2 separate regions of the Mus musculus genome follow, and region 2 is linked to region 1. A link is a contact called in public HiChIP or PLAC-seq data. All regions are on one chromosome and are shown on one strand. The core of a region is the stretch at or near the end of the contact, and the rest is flanking DNA. Distances in the headings are between cores, read along the strand shown. Region 1 overlaps Msra (methionine sulfoxide reductase A). Region 2 has its middle 41 kb from the start of Msra.

What was found. HiChIP or PLAC-seq counts read pairs in DNA pulled down with a chosen protein or histone mark.
Region 2: an H3K27ac HiChIP or PLAC-seq map of SST interneurons shows a contact between it and region 1, with 5 times the contacts expected there. The contact joins two enhancer-like sites. A contact is called at or near these places in 2 of 15 datasets of contacts at CTCF or cohesin (the NIH/3T3 cell line and large pre-B cells), 3 of 484 Hi-C or Micro-C datasets (bone marrow-derived macrophages, cerebral cortex and embryonic fibroblasts), 8 of 115 datasets of contacts at active chromatin or transcription factors (the SCID.adh cell line, SST interneurons, T-cell acute lymphoblastic leukemia and 5 more) and 1 of 9 other capture datasets (embryonic stem cells).

The regions. Positions count from the first base shown.
Region 1 is chr14:64,202,000-64,205,649 of GRCm38.p6, forward strand. All of the region lies in intron 5 of Msra (methionine sulfoxide reductase A), which reads right to left. It overlaps Gm52129 (a long non-coding RNA gene), which reads left to right. Exons shown (of 3, transcript XR_003951176.1): 3 at 1,157-3,650. Among named protein-coding and RNA genes, the nearest start is that of Gm52129, 4.5 kb to the left of the region's middle. Within about 2 kb of position 1,337, at least 38 of the 459 cell types and tissues checked have an H3K27ac peak or open chromatin away from gene starts, as enhancers often do. A contact at or near this core is called in SST interneurons, where this site is marked.
Region 2 is chr14:64,479,938-64,484,053 of GRCm38.p6, forward strand. No RefSeq gene overlaps it. Among named protein-coding and RNA genes, the nearest start is that of Msra, 41 kb to the left of the region's middle. Within about 2 kb of position 1,789, at least 4 of the 459 cell types and tissues checked have an H3K27ac peak or open chromatin away from gene starts, as enhancers often do. A contact at or near this core is called in SST interneurons, where this site is marked.

The DNA of each region.
Region 1 (3,650 bases), core at 87-2,586:
CCAGGGGGCAGTAACACAAACCAGATATTTTTCCTCCGGGCCTGAATGTGGATGTGCCCGGTTTAATGCGTAAAGCCCATTATTACAAGCCTTTCCTCTCCCCACCCCCTATTAATGAACAAATGCCCAGGGGTAATGCAGAGATTTCTAAATACAGTGCAAGAAAGGGCAATCTGTACTCATACACAGGGAGTCTAACATGCAGTAATAAGTGGAAATGAAAATAATCAAGATGCAAGTGAGCCATTAGGCTAAAGAGCTAGCCCTCTGTCTGGCTGCAAACACAGAAATGCAGATGCCTGGCTCGCAGAAACGGGCATTTTAAAAATATTTATTTCACAAGTTCCTATTTAGAGTTCATAATACTATCCATAATTACAACCTCCGAGCTCCAAGAGGGGGTCTAACAAGAATTCCATATCTAGTATAGAGCACAGAGAGGGATGGTTCTCTCAGCCTAAGGTAAATGCATGAATTATTCAGGAACTTCCATGGGCATTTTAAATCATAACTTTGTGCTGTAAACAATAGCACACGTTAAAAAAAAAAAAGGTAAAAAGATGAAGAGCTGTCTAATCTCCAAGCCATAAAACAGCTACTGACACCCACAGTCTCCTAATGGTTGCTGTAGCGTTCCATAGGAATCCGTTGGCGTACTTACAGGTTTTAAACATAGCAGCAGAGAGAATATAATAACACGGAACCTACTTCTTCCCTGGGAACAAAGAATCCGGGATGATTCTGCCATTTTCGTGACAAAGGGAAGATTACGCAGTCCTTTCTTTTAAGTTGTTTGGAATTTGGGGCCTGTGGAAAAGGTGACAAGGCCACTGCTAGCAGCCTAGTCTCCGGAGTCACCCCATCACATCCCAATATTCATAACCTGATAGATTACACAGCTATTATCCACGCAACATGGCTGAAACACACGTGGAATTCTGAGTCAACTGACCATAACCCTCTACATTTTCTATTGAGGTTGTTCTGGGAATGAAAATGTACCCCTCTGGGCTTCAGTTTCCTAGCAACAGAGGTAGGAGAACAGATCTTGCCCTATGCCCTTGTGTGGTGTGAAGGTCATTCGGCATAATGGGAGGGAAAAATGTTAAGAACCCTTGAGATTTATGAAGACTCTCAGTGTGTGTCTTCTCTCCAGTTCACAGGAGGAACTGGAGCTGCAGAGACGAATCCAAGGTCACGTAGGTGAAGCCAGAGCCAGGGCCCCAGCTGGCTCTTCTCATCCAAGGCTATGATTCTTCCCTTCCCTCCTCGGAGCTGAGCACACACAACACAGCTGTCTCAGTCTGCTCTGGAAAAATACCTCAGACTGGAGGCACACAGCAGGACTGTGGACTTTGGTAAAGGGCAAAGTATAGCAAGGCAGGTTGTATTGCAAGGCCCCTTCTCCTGCCTCGTAGATGTTTAGGTTGTGTTTACACATCTTCCCTGAACACAGGAGTAAAAACAGAAAGTAGCCCCCTGGTGCCTACTGCCTTTTCTTCTAAGGACGAAAATCCCTCCGTGGGAGCTCTATCAGTATGACCTCATCTAACCCAAATTACCCAGATCAAAAACCATCACACTAGGGGAGGAGAAGGCTTTAGCAGAGGAGGTTCAATGGAGAAATCCCAGAAATATTCAGCCCATAATAAAAGACAATATGACGGACTTGTTCATCTCCCCATCTCTTTAATTTAGGTCAACAAATATTCGCAGGGCATGTGCTAGGAGCCAAGCACAGTTGCAGGCACTGTGGACACAAAGATGAATAGGAGACCCTGAAAGGATGGCTTAGGACAGAAAATGTCAGTATAGGTCCTAGGAAATTCCCTTCAGGGTAGGGTTTGTGTGACTGGTGAGCACTAGGGACTGTACAGGGACTGGTCGGTTACAACCTTCCCAAGAACTTCTTTCAGACAGCTCTGCTCAAAACAACTACAGTATGAGTCTGGATGCTAATCAGTACATAATTAATATTTGATAAGGTAATTAATTTATTAATTTGCTGGGGAAGAGAAAGAGATAAGTCATTTTCAGCCTACAGATGCCTGGAAGGAGCCACATAGGATCTGCATGTGCCTCATGGGATGGGGGTGTCACCAGTCCGGCTGTACTCTGGTAGTACTGGCATTGTGGAATAATTATTGCATATAATGGATTTCTGAGTTGAGGTGGCATAATTTAAGCTATTTTGGGGGTTCAGAAACTAAAAGGACTCAGCTTCAACTTATGTATATTGGATCACTACATGTGTGATATAAATGCACATGCATTAGATAAAAGAAAGGAAAATAGAAATATATGAAATGTCATTTAATTCTAATAGCAAATCTGTAGAGAAATTTGTTACCCAGAGAAATTAACTCAAGCTCAAACATACTAACTAAGGCAGTACTAGAACATTCTTGCAAACCATCCAAATGTTAATTTGAAAAGAGAGAGGAAGGAGAGAGGAGGGGAGGAGAAGAGGAAAGGAAGGAGGGGAGAAAGGAAAGAAGGAAGGAAGAAGAAAGAAGAAGAAGAAGAAGAAGGAGAAGGAGGAGGAGGAGGAGGAGGAGGAGGAGGAGGAGGAGAAGGAGAAGGAGGAAGAGGAGGAGGAGGAGGAGAAGGAGAAGAAAGACAGAAAGAAAAGAGAGAGAGAGAGAGAGAGAGAGAGAGAGAGAGAGAGAGAAAGAAAGAAAGAAAGAAAGAAAGAAAGAAAGAAAGAAAGAAAGAAAGGAAGGAAGGAAGGAAGGAAGGAAGGAAGGAAGGAAGGAAGAAAGAAAAAAGAGAGATTTCTTTTACAAATATTCTTCCAGCTGTAAGGATTACTTTTGCACTCTGTTTTCTGGTGTGCAACCACATTTTAGGAGTGAAGGTCTTCTTTGAAGGTAGAGGGAATAAACATGAAAATTCCAATCTCCTTGCAAAAGCAGATAAAGGCCACAGACAGTCATCCCTGCAAGGACACCCCTGTCCAAATCTGCACTTCTTGGGTATCCAGAAATCCTACAGCTTCACTCAAAGGCCCCAGGCCTTGGTAGGGAATTGCACGGTACACTGTAGACATGATGAGAGGGACTGTTACTGGATGATAGCGTGATGGTTGCATGGAGTCTGGGAGACCAAGCTAATGGCTGGGTCTCAGACATACACTAGATAGGTCATGGCAGAGTCAGACACTAGAGAGGGAAATGGTCCGGATGATATTTATGATGGCCACTCTGGCTGCCCTGTGTAGGCAGCTCTAGTAACAGAGAAATAAAAAGTTCATTGGCCCAGGAGCAGATGGTGGTACATGAGTGATGGTGGTGACTGTGGCTATGACAGAGAAGCAGGTACATGGGAGCTATACTCAAGGGCAAAATTCAGACATTGTGGCTTCAGTGTAAAATGCTTCTCAGAGGCTCCTGTATTTAAATGCTTGGTCCTTGTGCTCTGAGGTAAAGCACGGCTTTAAGAAGTGAGCTCATAGCCGGGCGTGGTGCTGCACGCCTTTAATCCCAGCACTCAGGAGGTAGAGGCAGGCGGATTTCTGAGTTCGAGGCCAGCCTGGTCTACAAAGTGAGTTCCAGGACAGCCAGGGCTATACAAAGAAACCCTGTCTCGAACACCCCCCCCAAATAAAAGAAGTGTGCTCGTGGGGGTAGGTCTTGAGGTCCCTCAGCCCC
Region 2 (4,116 bases), core at 539-3,038, 280 kb after region 1:
GATGGGATGCCATGTGATGTATTACATATCTAAACTGGCCCCATGACGAAACTCATAAGCCTTGAGGAGGTCACCTTGCTGAGACCCATCAAGGCTATTTCCCCCAGGTAAGCATGGCCACTCTTAAGGACTTGTTTTTGTTCTCTCTCTCTCTCTGTCTCTCTGTCTCTGTCTGTCTCTCTCTGTCTCTGTCTCTCTCTCTCAATCTCTCTCTCTCATTCTTTTTTTAATCTGTTCTAGTCTGAGTTGTATCTTTGCCTTGGGTAGAAACATGACTTCTGAACTGCTAGGGAGATTGTAAGATCACTATCTAGCAAGAGAGATTTCTTCAAAGAAGGGAGATAGCACTGTCTTGCTTCATCCAAATGGGCCTGTCAATCATCTGAACAGAAAAACACCCTTCAGGAAAGCTATCTGTTCAAGAGACTTTAGAAAATACTTATAGAGTCCACCTGTAGGGTGACACAATGGTCTCTCAGGCCATTTGTCCACTGTCAACCCATGAGAATGTTTTCTACCACAGTGGTCCCTTTGGTCTTGGCCTACCATCACCCTTAAGAATAGCTCCTATTATTTTGTAATAACTCCAGGTCTCTTCACACTGTGCCCTTTTCTGAATCATTTTGATGGAGAACACAAGGACTGGGGAGCAAGCTGAGGAGATGTCATTGCGAGATCCCAGTAGTACTGCTGCCTCAAATATAGATGACTCAGTATAATGACCTGAGTCTGATTTCAAGATCCCACATGATTTTAGGAGAGAACCAACTCCCAAAAGTTATTCTCTGACCTCCACAGGCATGCTGTGACACGGGCAAGTTCACAAGTACACACATATACACACACACACATGTACAAGCACAGACACATGCAAGCACATACAAGCATGCACAATTAATTAATGTAAACATTTATACAATAAAAAAACAAGGGTTAATTAAGACAAAATGAGAATAAATGGGTAGGCCTGAATATTAGTTATATTTTCATCGATTTGACACAGATTTGAAACACTCATATAAGGAACAGAAACGATAAGGCCACCATCAAGCCGAAAAGAAATCAGCTCAGCTGAGCCCTTGGTCTTGGATTTCCACCCTCCAGAACTGTGAGAAAGTAAATTCCTATTGTTTCAGCCCTCGGAGCTACAGCCTAGAGGTGGGGCAGAGATCTACCAAGCCAAATCCCGCCCCGACTTATTTTAAAATCTGTCAATCATTTACATTCCCTTTGAGTTTAATCCCTAAAGCAGCCAAATTATTACCTCTCTGAATCTGCCCGAATGCATGGCTCTTCTCTATTTTTTTAATCAAAATGAGAGTCCCCAGTAAAGCATGTTTTTGCTGGTAGGCTGTAACATAATCAAATAGGCACTATATGTTTTAATGAATAATTTATATATTGTGCCGGTATTAGCTCGGCAATTATCTTCCTACCGCTTGCTGGGACCTAGCCACAATTATTAATATGTTAGTGTGCTGATTATTGAGATTTCAGAGCACCTTCAATCAAGTCAATAAAAGAAATGAATAAAATAAATTATAATACATTCTACAAAAAGTACTAGAATATATATGATCCACAGATCCTGATTTAAAAAAAAATAATTAAACAGCAATGTAGAAAAGTGAAATTGGCTGAAATATCAAACATTCTCATAGCCGTGATGAGCATTGATTTTGCATAATGATTGGTTTATTCAACTCCGTTGCTGTTTCAGGGACTGGGGAAAAAAATTCATGTGAACTGAACAAAATACACTTAAAGTGATCAAAGAGGAGATGCCAACAGAATACCAAGAGAACCAACAAACAGCAAACGGAGCCTGTTCTGCTTCAGCAGAGGATTAGTGCCTTCCTGTGAATGTAGCTTAATCAGACTCATGGATACAGACAACCAACCCAGTCAATGTTGTGTGCAGTCTGACCTACTGCTCTCTGTCCCACCTCCCTTCCCCTGCCCCTAAGCCTCTCTGCTTCATCTGGAAGGTCTGGGTCTCTTTTCACCATGCTTTGTGTTTTACATCCTGTTCATTGTTTTCATTGTTTCTTCGTTCCTATGTGGTGTTTTGAATCACATCCACATTCATTTGAGGGCTTTTGTTGGCGGACCCATATCCTCAAAGTGTTGCCCAGGCAGAATAGCCAAGCACTTCGAAGGTAGGGCCTGTCTTCATCTGCATTTCCTGCTGATAGTAGACAGAGACAGGACTTAAGAGTAAAACCATTTTACTCCATATTCCTGGGGCTTTCTGGCCACGTCCTCTTCACACAAGGTAACCTTTCAATTAAGGAAATGGATAAGTTGCAGTATGTTCACATAGCATATAACTGTAAATGAATGCATGATATAGGTGGGTGTCACTCACATAGCATTGGGTAAAAAAAAAGTAGACATAAGCAGGTAAAATACTGGATGAGCATCGTAAAAAAATGATGTAGCAAGGCAGATAGAGCTAAGCTGCATGGCAGAAGGTCAGAGGGAACAAAAGCTGAGAAGCACTGCTCTGTGCTGCAGCCTAGAGTGGCCTGTGAGCTCCTCAGAGACTTCCATTCGGATGAAGTAGAGACTCTTGACTGTCAAAAAGCAATCAAGGGAATATACAGCCAGCCAACAGCCTAGAGCAAATTAAATGTAGAGAAACTTAAAGCAATTCCTCTAAAAATCAGGGACAAGGCTGTTCACTCACTCTGTATCTATTCAACAAGGCACTTGAAGTTCTAGCTAGAGCAATAAGACAACTAAAGGAGATCAAGGGGGATACAAACTGGAAAGGAAGAAGTCAAAGTATCACTATTCGCAGATGATATGAGAGTATACATAAGTGACCACAAAAATTCTACCAGAGAACTCCAACACTGATAAATACCTTCAGCAAAGTGGCTGGATACAAAATTAACTCAAAGAAATCAATAGTCCTCCTTTATACAAACAGGCTGAGAACTTAGGCAAGCAGCACTCTTTACAATAGCTATAAATAATATAAAATATCTTGGTGTAACTCTGACCAAGCAAGTTAAAGACCTGTATGACAAGAACTTCAAGTCTCTGGAGAAAGAAATTGAGGAAGATATCAGAAACCCTGTCTCGAAAAATAAACAAACAAACAAACAAACAAAAGAAAATATTTCCCATGCTCATGGATTGGTAAAATTAACATAGTAAAAATGGCTATGTTACCAAAAGCAATCTACAGATTTATTGCAATTTCTATCAAAAATTCAACACAATTCTTTATAGACCTTGAAAGTACAATTCTCAACTTTATATGGAAAAAACAAAACAAACCAACCCAGGATATCTCAAAAAATCTTGTACAATAAAAGAACTTCTAATCACCATCAGATTTCAAGCTGTACCACAAAGCAAAAGTAATAAAACTTCATGGTACTGGCATAAAAACAGACAACTTGATCAATAGAACTGAAGCCCCAGAAATAAACCCACACACCTGTAGACACTAGATTTTTGACAAAGAAGGCGAAACCATATAAAGGAAAAAAGAAAGTATCTTCAACTAATGGTGTTGGTCTAACTGGATGTCTGCATGTAGAAGAATGCAAATAGATCTACATTTATCACCCTGCACAAAATTCAAGTCCAAGGGTATCAAAGACCTCCACATAAAACTGGACACACTAAATCTAATAGAAGAGAAAGTGGGAGCATCCTGGAACACATTGGCACAGTAGACAACTTCCTGAAAAGAACACCCATAGTTCAGGCACTAAGGTCAACAATTAATAAATGGGACCTCATGAAACTGAAAAGCTTCTATAAGATGAAGGACACCATCAATAGGAAAAAACGGCAGCTTACAGTATGGGGAAAAAAAGTCTTTACCCATCCTACATCTGACAGAGGGTTAATATCCTAAATATACAAAGAATTCAAGAAATTAGACACCAACAAACCAAATAACCCCATTAAAATAGAGGCATAGAGCCGGGCAGTGGTGGTGCACGCCTTTAATCCCAGCACTTGGGAGGCAGAGGCAGGCGGATTTCTGAGTTTGAGGCCAGCCTGGTATACAAAGTGAGCTCCAGGACAGCCAGGGCTACACAGAAAAACCCTGTCTTGAAAAACAAAACAAAACAAAACAAAACAACCCCCCCC